Linked DNA regions of Mus musculus: regions 1, 2 and 4 are each linked to region 3. Evidence: chromatin contacts called from public promoter capture Hi-C data. All regions are on one chromosome and are shown on one strand. Each heading gives the region's core, a stretch centred on a gene start, on an enhancer-like site or on the middle of the called end of the contact. The rest is flanking DNA. Distances are from core to core; before and after follow the strand shown.

What was found. Promoter capture Hi-C pulls out the DNA fragments that hold promoters and counts their contacts. Capture Hi-C pulls out chosen DNA fragments and counts their contacts.
Region 1: a contact with region 3 is called in a promoter capture Hi-C map of pre-B cells. The contact joins the promoter of Kif2c here to the promoter of Uqcrh in region 3. A contact is called at or near these places in 1 of 39 promoter capture datasets (pre-B cells), 1 of 484 Hi-C or Micro-C datasets (B cells) and 2 of 9 other capture datasets (adipose tissue and liver).
Region 2: a contact with region 3 is called in a promoter capture Hi-C map of adipose tissue, with 2.3 times the contacts expected there. The contact joins the promoter of Plk3 here to the promoter of Uqcrh in region 3. A contact is called at or near these places in 1 of 115 datasets of contacts at active chromatin or transcription factors (large pre-B cells) and 2 of 9 other capture datasets (adipose tissue and liver).
Region 4: a contact with region 3 is called in a promoter capture Hi-C map of pre-B cells. The contact joins the promoter of Foxd2 here to the promoter of Uqcrh in region 3. A contact is called at or near these places in 3 of 39 promoter capture datasets (cranial neural crest, pre-B cells and second pharyngeal arch cranial neural crest).

What each region holds. Positions count from the first base shown.
Region 1 is chr4:117,181,009-117,184,056 of GRCm38.p6, reverse strand. It overlaps Kif2c (kinesin family member 2C), which reads left to right and starts at 1,433. Exons shown (of 20, transcript NM_134471.4): 1 at 1,433-1,626. The coding sequence starts at 1,566.
Region 2 is chr4:117,132,335-117,135,438 of GRCm38.p6, reverse strand. It overlaps Plk3 (polo like kinase 3), which reads left to right and starts at 1,476. Exons shown (of 15, transcript NM_013807.3): 1 at 1,476-1,787; 2 at 1,937-2,044; 3 at 2,134-2,250; 4 at 2,405-2,534; 5 at 2,625-2,712. The coding sequence starts at 1,575.
Region 3 is chr4:116,073,673-116,076,372 of GRCm38.p6, reverse strand. Uqcrh (ubiquinol-cytochrome c reductase hinge protein) reads left to right here and starts at 1,303. Exons shown (of 4, transcript NM_025641.3): 1 at 1,303-1,457. The coding sequence starts at 1,404. It overlaps Lrrc41 (leucine rich repeat containing 41), which reads right to left and starts at 1,104. Exons shown (of 10, transcript NM_153521.2): 1 at 766-1,104. The coding sequence starts at 964.
Region 4 is chr4:114,907,615-114,910,403 of GRCm38.p6, reverse strand. It overlaps Foxd2 (forkhead box D2), which reads left to right and starts at 1,506. Exons shown (of 1, transcript NM_008593.3): 1 at 1,506-2,789. The coding sequence starts at 1,583. It overlaps Foxd2os (forkhead box D2, opposite strand), which reads right to left and starts at 1,147. Exons shown (of 4, transcript NR_030721.2): 1 at 746-1,147.

The sequences.
Region 1 (3,048 bases), core at 184-2,683, 1.1 Mb before region 3:
TAGACCAGGCTGGCCTCGAACTCAGAAATCTGCCTGCCTCTGCCTCCCGAGTGCTGGGATTAAAGGCATGTGCCACCAAGCCTGGCACTATTCTTGTTTTTAATGTAACTACATTTAACTTGTTTATTTAGTATGTGTGTGTGTGTATGTGGTGCATGCCATGGCACATTTGTGGAGGCTTTGGGGAGTTCATTCTCCTACCATGTAGGTCCAGAAGATCAAACTCAGGTCTTCAGGCTTGTCAAGGTTGGATAGACCAAGGGCTAGACACCATTTACACTATACATATCCTCCGCGGGGCGGTGGGGGTTCTTGGTCTGCATAGGTCTGCATACTGGGGCAGTAATGATGTGGTTCAGTGTAAGAACGTTCCCCTAGAAGCCGGACAGTAGTGGCACATGCACAAAGTCCTGGAGTTAATACCTAGTACTACGAAACAAAAAGACATTATAAATAATGACAAAAATCAGGTATGGTGATTCATGCTAATTCCAGCATTTAGGCATTGTAGGCTGCTTTTCATTGCCAGCATCTTTTTTTGTTTGTTTGTTTGTTTGTTTGAGACAGTTTCACACAGCCCACTCTGGCCTCAAACATGCTGCTTAGCTAAGGTTGGCTTTGAAATTATTCTCTTTTCTTCATCTACAGGGAGCTAGGATTATAGGCATGATCTACCATACCCCGCTTCTCTTGTGTTCTGTTTTGTTTTGTTTTTCTAGAAAGGGTTTCCCTGTGTAATCTTGGCTATTCTGGAACTCAGGCTGTAGACCAGACTGACTTCGAAGTCAAATTTGCCTCTCTCTAGTGGTAGGATTAAAGGCTCGAGTCACCACCGTATGACTTCCCCCGTGTTCCTAATAGGAAAAAAAAAAAAAAAAAAGTTTCACGGACAGGAACCATTCGTCTTGTTTATTCCACTATCCCAATCTAGCACTATGTCTAGCACTAGCATGTGACTATTTTTAATTGGTGTCTTCGAAATATTGTATACATTTCAAAGAGAAAGCAATCATCAAGAAACCAGGATTTGAACCCCTGTCTGTAGAATCACAAGGCCCTCACTGAAACATTATACATAAGTTTCCTAGTCTTACATAAAGGCAGAAGTTCGACCTGGTAGCGGGAGGGTAAGGCCAGAAGCCATAAAACCTTCCCATCAGCTGGGCGTGGTGGCGCACGCCTTTAATCCCAGCACTCGGGAGGCAGAGGCAAGCGGATTTCTGAGTTCGAGGCCAGCCTGGTTTACAGAGTGAGTTCCAGGACAGCAAGAGCTAGAAAAACAAAACAAAACAAACAAACGAAAAAACCAAACAACCAACCAACCAACCAAAAACCCTTCCCATCAGTCTCAGAGCTCGGGAGCCCGGCCACGCGCCGGAAGTCGGAGACCAAGACTACATATCCCACATTGCTCTGCGGTGCGTCGCACTGGTGACGTTGTAGGGAGGCTGGCGCGCGGGATTTAAACTGCAGCGGTTTAGGCGTTGTTAACACAGCGCAGTATTAGCAGAGTCGTGGTTTCCAAGCTTCTTTCATTTGTGTTGCCTGTTGTTGTTCCTGAGTCCATGGAGTCGCTTCACGCACGCCTGTTTCCTGGTCTCTCCATCAACATTCAACGCAGCAATGGTGAGGGCAGGGTCTTGAGGCCAAGGGGACGACCCAAGAGCGGTGAGACTGCCAAGATGGTTATCTGAATCTCCGTGTGGCAAAGCTTTGGGATACTTTCCCTTATTCCACACTGAGGGGGTCCATGTCACTACACTGGCAGTCGGTGTCCCCTACACAGGAGGAAAACGCTACTTTGGTTGTGGGTCCCTTGCCTGCTTTCTGAGTGTGGGCGGAGCACGTCTGCGGTTATTGGTGCGCCTAGCTAGGTTATAGCGATTGGATGCATTTCCTCTGAACCTGTTTTGCTTTGTTGGACCCGCGGCTTCCTCGGCCTCCTGAGTGCTGGGATTAAAGGTCATGCACTACCACGCCCGGCTTTTTTTTTTTTTTTTTTTTTTTTTTGGCGTTTGTTTTGGTTTTTCAAGGAAGGGTTTCTCTGTGTAGTCCTGGAACTCCTGTAGACCAGGCCTCGAACTCACAAATCCCCTGCCTCTGCCTCCCAAGGGCTGGGATTAAAGGCGTTGCACCACCACTGCCCGGCTCAACCATCTGTCTTTATTAAGCAATTTCTACAGGTCTAATAACGGGTCATTCATGGACTAGCCAACCACTGCCAAAAATGGACCAGGGAACTCCAGCGGTCCAGCTCTTTACTGATGTGTTCAGGAATAGCTCCTCCAAGGAATGTAGTAACTTACTTGCTCAAATGAATCTTCATTCTGTTGGAGCGGTGATGCAATTTTATCCTATGGAGCTGGGGTTTAAGGCCCATTCCCTGTTCACTTCCACTGTGGAATGGTCTAAGGGTGAACCCCACTAGAATTACTAACTAGCATTTGTGTTTTGTTTTATTTTTTGAGACAGTTTCTCTGTAACAGGGCCTTGGACCTGGACTTGCTTTGTAGATCAGGCTGACCTCGAACTCACAGAGATCCACCTACTGTACTTTGCAAGTGCTAGGATTAAAGGCATGCACCATCACAGGCCTAGTTCTTTGGTGTTTTGTTTGTTTGTTGCTTTTTAAATTTATTATTTTATTTTATGTTCATTGGTGTTTTGTGAAATCCTCTGGAAGTGGAATTACACTTTGACAACAGGGTTTCTCTGTGTAGCCCTGTCTGTCCTGGAACTCACGTTGTAGACCAGGCTGTCCTCACTCACAGAACTCCTCAGGCCTCTATCCCTGATGTATTGGGATTAAAGGCAAGGGCCACCACTGCCTGGCTGTTTGTATTTTTTAAAAGAGAATTAAATTTTCCCTTCCGGAGCCGGGCATGGTGGCTCATGCCTTTAATCCCAGCACTCGGGAGGCAGAGGCAGGCGGATTTCTGAGTTCGAGGCCAGCCTGGTCTACAAAGTAAGTTTCAGGACAGCCAGGGCTATACAGAGAAACCCTGTCTTGAAAAACAAAACAAAGCCGGGCGTGGTGGCGCACGCCTT
Region 2 (3,104 bases), core at 227-2,726, 1.1 Mb before region 3:
AAAACGAAGGCTACACAGCCAGCAGGAGATCTGTGACCCCTGGAGAAAGTTTAGGGATTAAGATTCCACTGGGGAAACTAGGCAGGTGGTGGCATACTCCTTTAATCCCAGCACTCTGGAGGCAGAGACAGGCAGCAGATCTCTGAGTTGGAGGCCAGCCTGGTTTACAGAATGATTCCAGGACAGCCAAGTCTACACAGAGAAACCTATTTCAAGGAAAAAAAAAAAAAAAAAAAAAGATTTCACATCGAAGCCGGGCAGTGGTGGAGGGGCAGAGACAGGTAGGAAGTCAAGGCCAGTCTGGTTTACAGGTCGAATTCCTGGCTTCCTGGAAACTCTGTCACAAAACAAAACAAAAACCAAAACAACCCTCCACAACACCCCCCCCCCAAAAAAAAAACCCACACAGAAAAAGATTCCACATAGATCATAGATTCCTGCCACCTACTTGAGTTTATCTGTAATGGACTTCAAAGCTAACTGCCCAGTTGCAGGTCTCTAGCACCTAAGAGTGTCCAGTTCTCATTCCTCACTGTCTGGCCTTTTGCCTGCTGACTCGGTGCAATAGGTATTTTTGAGAATATGATGGGGAACTCAGGGTCTGGGGCAGAGGTACAGGTCTGGAGTCCCATCATGTCAAAGGTGAAGACAGAAGGACCTCGAGTTCAAAGCCAGCCTGGATCACATGACAGCTACTCTGCCTCAGCTCTCCTTTCCCTCAGAAGAATAATAAGGTAGAATTGGGTAGCAGAAGATGTAGCCTGGAACATGGTGAAAAACAGTGAATACTGGGAGGCAGGGGCAGGTGGATCTTTGATTTCAAAGCCAGCCTGGTCTACATAGTGGGTTCTGGGACAGCCAGGGCCACACAGAGACACCCTGTCTTGGAAAAACAAAACGCAAACATAAAACCTTGAATACCAGGCTCTGTTCCACAAACCCATTGCACAGTCCCAGACCAGGTAAATCGGGCTCTGCAGCGTGCTATTCCACAGTCCCCGAAGAGGGCAGCATGCTCTGTACCAGAGCAAGAGATGCTTGCAGGAAACCACCTGTGTTGGTGATGTGCACTGAGCAGTTTGCAACACCCCTGTCTTTCCTCCCCAGTTTGAATGCTAACCCTTACTGTTGCTCGAAAGAGGCCTCCGGATAACTGGCCTCCACTCCGACTTCAGCACACATTCTAAGGATGAAGGGGAAAAAAAGAGTCACTTGCACTGGGTAGCCTAGAGAAACGGAGCAGGGTTACACCTGCCAGGCGACTAGCTCAACCGGGGCTCCTTTAAGGCCAGAGCAGGAGGAGTGGCCTTTAAGAACGCCCAGGCAAGGGAAGATCTTTCAGGTGACGTAAGGCGGAGCAATGGGCGTGGCCTCTCCAAGCCTGGCAGCCAGGAAAGGGGCGGAGCTCGAGATGACGAAACACCGGGGAGGGGGCAGGGGTTCATTGATAAAAACGTCGGACTCCCCCTTGCCCTGGCGCGATCGCAGCGTAGAGAAACCAGGCAGCGCCACGCGCGGCCGGGGCCGGGCGGAACCGAGAACCAGCTCGGCAGGCGCTGCGCCGCGCCGTCCGCATGGAGCCCGCCGCCGGCTTCTTGTCTCCGCGCCCCTTCCCGCGCGCGGCTGCCCCGTCCGCGCCCCCCGCCGGCCCGGGGCCGCCTGCCAATGCCTCCCCGCGATCGGAACCTGAGGTGCTGGCCGGGCCACGGGCGCCGGATCCTCCTGGTCGCCTCATCACCGACCCTCTCAGCGGCCGTACCTACACCAAGGGTCGCTTGTTGGGCAAGGTGGGTCGGGGCTCCGGGGTAGCGTTGACGGAGGTGGAGGGGAGCTCTGCGGACCCGACCGGGCCACTCCGGAGGTGGAGAGGAGCTCTACGGGCCGGATCCGGCCACTCCGGAGCGCCCAGATCGATGATGCAGCTTCTTCTTTCTAGGGGGGCTTCGCACGCTGCTATGAAGCCACTGACACCGAGTCTGGTATAGCCTACGCGGTCAAAGTCATCCCACAGAGTCGCGTCGCCAAGCCGCATCAGCGCGAGAAGGTGGGTCCAGGCCCTGCGGTCCAAGGGATGGGGAGGGGATGGTGGCGTGGGAACCCTGGAAAGATGAGGATTTCACTCCCCTGTCGCAGATCCTAAATGAGATAGAGTTGCACCGAGACCTACAGCACCGCCATATCGTTCGCTTTTCACATCATTTCGAGGATGCTGACAACATATACATTTTCCTGGAGCTCTGTAGCCGAAAGGTCCGGAATGGGGGCGGGGTGGGTTCATTGGGAACAGGGGTAGGGGAGGAAGCGGGTTCTTAAGATCCAAAGCTGTTCTTGTCATCTTTAGCAAACACAGATGGAGGGAGGGTCTGGGAAGGCAAGCGGGGTCTGAAACAGTGACTTTCTGCAGTCCCTGGCCCACATCTGGAAGGCCCGACACACCCTGTTGGAACCAGAGGTTCGCTACTACCTGCGCCAGATCCTTTCTGGCCTCAAGTACTTGCACCAGAGGGGTATCTTACACAGAGATCTCAAGCTGGGTGAGATTCCTGCGTCTGGTCTGAAGGGTGGAGACCTGCGGAGGGATGAAAGGCGTTAAGAATCTGACGCGTCTCTCTGCTACTGTCTAGGAAATTTTTTCATCACGGATAACATGGAACTGAAGGTGGGGGATTTTGGGCTGGCAGCTCGATTAGAGCCCCCAGAGCAGAGGAAAAAGTGAGTGAGGGGATGGTGGCCACAGCCTGTTTGTGACACAGATGATGTACAAGGTGACCAGATATGTACTTGGGATAACCAGGGAAGGGGTAATGATGGGTTTTCTGTATGTGTGACAGTAGAGGTGGCAACCTAGGTCACTGGGTTAGGTGAAGAAGGACAGCAATCTTATGAGTGTATGGCACAGATGGGTGTCTAGGATTTTTGGAAATGTATGGGGAAAACATAGGCTAGGCAGTCAGCATGTGTAAGACACTGAATGGGAATGACAGATCATGATGGTACCGTGATACCTTGTGTGTGTATGTGACCCTGCTGTGGTCACTGGGACAGGGTGTGTGTAACTAGCATGTGAGGCAGGTGAGTCTTTATGAAGGTTATGACAGCTGGTG
Region 3 (2,700 bases), core at 54-2,553:
CTCACTTTCCTACCTTCTCCACCACCGCCCCGGTCCATCCAGAAGGCCACCGGCGCTACCTGCTCGGCGGGCAGACCCGCAGCTCAGTTTAGCAGCGAGGTCTGGGGCGTCGGTGCGCTCCCTTCAGCCCTCGCTCGGGCCGTCAAACAGGCCACGGCGCTCCCAGCCTTTTCGGCTTCTCCCCGCGACTCCGGTCCCTCGCTCGCTCTCCACTGGGCTGTCCCACCCCGCCCATCCGCGGGGCTCCCGGAGTCCAGGTACCGGTGGTGTGCCCGGCGGACAGCGGAGGCCCCGGGCCGGCAGCGCAGGTGGCTGCGGGCCTGGCCTCCTTGCCTCGGGTCGGGCCTGCCAAAGTCGGTCCCTGCCCCGGGGCAGCCCGGCCATCCCTGCCCCGTCGGTTCGAGATCCGAGAATCCTCCGTTCAGTCCGGTCCAGCCCAGTGTCAGTTCCGAGCCTGTGGCTCCGGCCTGCTACTCCAGCCCCCGTCGCTAGGGCCCTGGCAGCTCTGCCCCGTACCGGGCCTTCTGGCCTCGCCCCCCGCGCCCCCCAGGCGAGCCGCGGCTCGGCTTCACCGGCTCCCTCGGTCTCAGGCTTCACTCCGTCCCGCCCTGTCAGTCACGGAATTTCTGTTCCGACTCCACCATCGAACTCCCGGGGCTCCCAGCTGGGCCTGGCCCCGGGCCTCTCGGCCTCGCCCCCCGCGCCCCCTGGCCGCCGGGCCGCCCCCGCTCGCTGCCGGAGGTCGCCCCTCACTCCGCGACTTACCCCACACCCCGCTCTCCAGAACCCCCATATGGGCGCTCACTGCCCGCCCGCACAGCTCGAACAGGGCGGGGGGAGCGCTGGGGCCCGAGGCCGAGCTCTTCGCTGGCGCCGCCTCCCGGGACGTGGCCTCCATGGTCGTTGCTGCCGCTACCTCACAGAACCAGCAACTCCGGGCGCGCCAGGCCTCGGGCGCCGCCATCTTGGGGAGGTGCGCGAGCCCGAGAATGACACCCGCGGGCCGCCATCTTGAAGAGGTCAGCTTTTAGGACCGCTCCATAAGGGATATGGGGAAGAACAGAAACAACATTAAAAGATCGTCAAACAGAGGAGCAGATGACTCAAGTATCTTAGGGAATACTACTTGGAAAAATACTGTAGATCAACACATTTGGGCAAGAAGTGACCGAAAGGATGTTTCTTAGCAAATTCTTTGCAGGCGTATATAGCAGCTCCCCCTACGTCTCGTAGCTAGCGAGTAGTACAGCCCAATTTGTGCGTGTGTTCGGGACTACGAGGAGTATGCCGCACTTCCGGCCAGGTCGCCGGATATCCGTCGAGTGACCCTTACTAGTCCTTCTTAAACCTGAAGTGGAGTACTACTCTGGTTGCGCTTGTTGGATCCCAAACCGGCTCCCGACATGGGACTAGAGGACGAACGAAAGATGCTCACTGGATCTGGAGACCCCAAAGAGGTAAGGCTTCGAGGTTGGCGGGCCCGGGACCTAGCTCAACAAAGCACCTCCCGGGGCTCTCTTAGTCCGGGTTTATAGCCTAGGGTTTGCGGGGTCCAGAGAGGTGGTTTCCGTTACTTACCTTCAGAATTCTTTGGTTGACCTTGGGCAGATTAATAGCTAGTCTTTCTCGGGATTGGCTTCCCCAAACCAGGAATGTGAAAGTGTAACTGGAGTTTATAATGCTGCACTGATAAACTTGTGTAAACAAACAAACAACCCCCCCCCAGGTTTTTGAGGTTCTAATTTGATAAATGTTTTGAGGTTCTAACTTGATAAGTGCGTGAAGCAAAAAACTAACGTTAGTCTTTAACGTAGCTTAGGTCAGAATTTATTTATGGAGATTTCGGGGACCCTAGTCTTCGGAAAAGTGCTTTCAGGAGTTGGGGTGTAGCTTCATGGTAAAGCTCTTGCCTAGCATTAACAAGCCCTGTATTCGCTTCCCAGCATCTCCAACAAAAAGCGGTTCTTTATCTTTTGGGATGGAGATGGCCGAGGACTTGTGCCTTTGGGGACAGTTTAAGAATGTGTAGTGTAATTCTGTGGTGCAAGAGGGAGCTCTTTCCCAAGTTGAGCATCATTGTGATAAATATTGGCTGCTTATGTGCTGAGTGCTTTATATGCACTAAGATACTTAACTTGCACAGTTTCCCCATGAGGTAAATATCAGGTACATTATATATTTTTGTCACTTTTATTACATGAGGCAGCAAGCAAGGAAGTTTATCTTGAATGAGGGCACACAACTAGCAAGACAATACAACTGGGACTCCAATGCAGACGTCCAGGCTTGAGAGCCAGAGCTCTAGCCCGAGACTCACTTTGCTTCCATTTCCTGTGCATTTGTCTTGTCTACTTCAGGACAAGCCATCAGGGCTTAATGGATTAATTAGTTGGCAAATTATTTATCCCTTAATTTTTTCAAGTTTTCATTCTCAGAAAGTTTAACAGGATACCACAGCAGATAGAAGTTTTAAAATTAAGAAAGTTGGGCATGGTGGTCCGTGTCTTTAATCCCAACACTCAGGAGGCAATGGCAGGAGGATCTCTGTAAGTTCAGAGCCATCCTGGTCTTCATATCAAACTCCATGACAGCCAGGACTATAGAGATCCTTTCTCAAAAAAACAATAAACCAACAAATCAAATAATAAAATGAAGAAAGTTAAATTAATTTTGTGAAAGATCCATAATGAATGGAGATGA
Region 4 (2,789 bases), core at 257-2,756, 1.2 Mb after region 3:
AGTCCCCCGGTCCTGCTCTTAATCCTGCGGTGCACACCAGGAAAGTAGGGCCCTGAAAGGAAGTTACCTAAGGAGGGTCACAGAGCGCTGGGAGTGCACAGCAGGTATTGAGGCCCCCTATGCTGGAGCCTTGGCCACTGTGAGGCGCTGTTGAGGCAACAGCCAGCCTCTGTCCAGTTCTTACCTTCTCCCAATCCCTTCCAGCCCCAAGAGGTTGAAATGGGCTCAGTATAAACCTGAGCAACTTGTTTCTGGGTCCTAGAGGAAGAGTAGGGAAGAGGGATAAAGATGGGCAAAAGAATCTGGCTAGCAGAAAAAGCATACTGGACCAACCTTCTGTGGAGAAAGTCCCCAGATAAAAGGGCAACACTGGCCCAGGGATGAGGTTAAGTTTCTTCGGGGGGACATCTCCGTGAGAGTTCTGTTGTAAGAGTCTCTAAATCCGGAAATTAAGAGCGGGATTGTTAGACTTAGGAACAAACATCCAGGAAAACTCAGTTTCCGCAGGATATGCACGGGGGTCAAGAGAGACAATTATAAAGATTGAGATGCTGAGACAAAAAAAAAAAAAAAAAAAAAAAAATCAATCCTGCAAACCCAAGCTAAGGACCTGTGGGTGTGCGGAGAATGCGGCGAATGCGGAGACGAATCACTAAGAGGAGTGAGAGCAGACGGTCTTCCTGGGGACAGTGGCAGGGCCAGGGCCTTGGAGGGGAAAGAGAGGACCACCGCAGACATTTCTCACCTATCTGAGTAGGATCTTCCGGCGCCCGAGTTTGTTCCTCTGGATCACTCTCTTCACTTGTCCTCCAGAACTCCCTTAGCCTCCAGTAGGTCCTTGTCCGCGGCGTCGGTCTGGCCATCTCGGCTCACTGGCGATCCATCCGCGCTTCGGCCCGGGTGGCCCGGGCGCCGCCTTGGGGAGATGAGGAGAGGAGGTTTGTAGCCACTGCCACCACCAGATGCAGCTGCGCCGGCATAAGCTTTGACTTCCAGTAACTGAGCGCACTGAAGGTGGTGGTGGCTCCAGGGAGCCACGGGGTTGCGGGAGCTGCGAGGAGAAGGATGACCCGCCTCCAGCCAAGCGAGCCTAGCTCCCGCCACCGCGGCAGTTTGTTCCCGCCGGGCCCGGGAGCAGAGGACCTCTGCCCGCCCCCTTCCTTCCCCGCCCCACCCTGCCCAGAGAGCTCCGCCCCGGGCCCACAGTTCTTCCGCCTTAGGCTGCCACCAGGCGGGAGGGACTAATCTCCTGAAGCCCCACTTATGTGTCTAGGGGCCCAGAAGCCCAGATTCGACCGAGTAACGGGCTGCTTTACTGCTCTTCTCCAGTGCCTGGTTTTCTAGTCCCGGGGCAGCACCGGTTGGGTGCGCCCTGCAGGGTGAAAGTCCTAGAGTTTCAACACCAGGGGGCGCTGAGGAGCTAGGGGACATCCCCTCCCTGTCCTCCGCCCCCTCCCCGCCCGCGCGCAAAACACACTGGTCGGAGAGGCAGCACGGCGGAGCCGGAGCCGCGGGCCGAGCGGAGCCGGAGAGCGGCGGCGGAGGAGGCGGCGGAGGAGGCGGCGGCGGCGGCGGCGGCACCATGACCCTGGGCAGCTGCTGCTGCGAGATCATGTCCTCCGAGAGCTCCCCGGCCGCGCTGTCTGAGCCCGACGCAGACATAGACGTGGTGGGCGGCGGCAGCGGTGGGGGGGAGCTCACAGCCCGCTCCGGGCCCCGCGCCCCTCGGGACGTGCTCCCTCACGGCCACGAGCCTCCCCCGGAGGAAGCCGAGGCGGACGTGGCTGAGGACGAGGAAGAGTCGGGAGGTTGCTCTGACTGCGAGCCCCGCGCTCTAGCGCCCCGGGGGGCGGCGGCCGCAGCGGGAAGCCCGGGGCCCGGCGTGCAGGCAGCCCGAGGCGCAACGGGGCCGGGGCCGGGACCCGGGCCGCCGTCGGGGGGCGCGGCGACACGGAGCCCTCTGGTGAAACCACCTTATTCGTACATCGCCCTCATCACCATGGCCATCCTGCAGAGCCCCAAGAAGCGCCTGACGCTGAGCGAGATCTGCGAGTTCATCAGCGGCCGCTTCCCCTACTACCGGGAGAAGTTCCCTGCCTGGCAGAATAGCATCCGCCACAACCTCTCCCTCAACGACTGCTTCGTTAAGATCCCCCGCGAGCCGGGCAACCCGGGCAAGGGCAACTACTGGACGCTCGACCCGGAGTCGGCCGACATGTTCGACAACGGCAGTTTCCTGCGGCGCCGCAAGCGCTTCAAGCGGCAGCCTCTGCCGCCACCGCATCCACACCCGCATCCTCACCCGGAGCTGCTGTTGCGTGGCGGGGCTGCCGCGGCCGGGGACCCTGGCGCCTTCCTCTCGAGCTTCGCCGCTTACGGCGCTTACGGCTACGGCTACGGGCTGGCGCTCCCGGCCTACGGTGCACCTCCACCGGGCCCGGCCCCACACCCGCATCCGCACCCGCACGCCTTCGCCTTCGCCGCCACCGCGCCTTGCCAGCTGTCAGTTCCCCCGGGCCGCGCCGCGGCGCCTCCTCCCGGACCTCCGACGGCCTCGGTCTTCGCAAGCGCGGCCTCGGCGCCGGCCCCTGCGCCTGCCCCGGGATCTGGCCCGAGCCCCGCAGGGCTGCCTGCCTTCCTAGGCGCAGAGCTGGGTTGCGCCAAGGCTTTCTACCCCGCGTCCTTGAGTCCCCCCGCAGCTGGCACAGCGGCTAGCCTGTCCACTGCACTCCTGCGTCAGGGCCTCAAGACGGACGCCGGCGGTGGTGCGGGTGGCGGGGGCGCGGGGA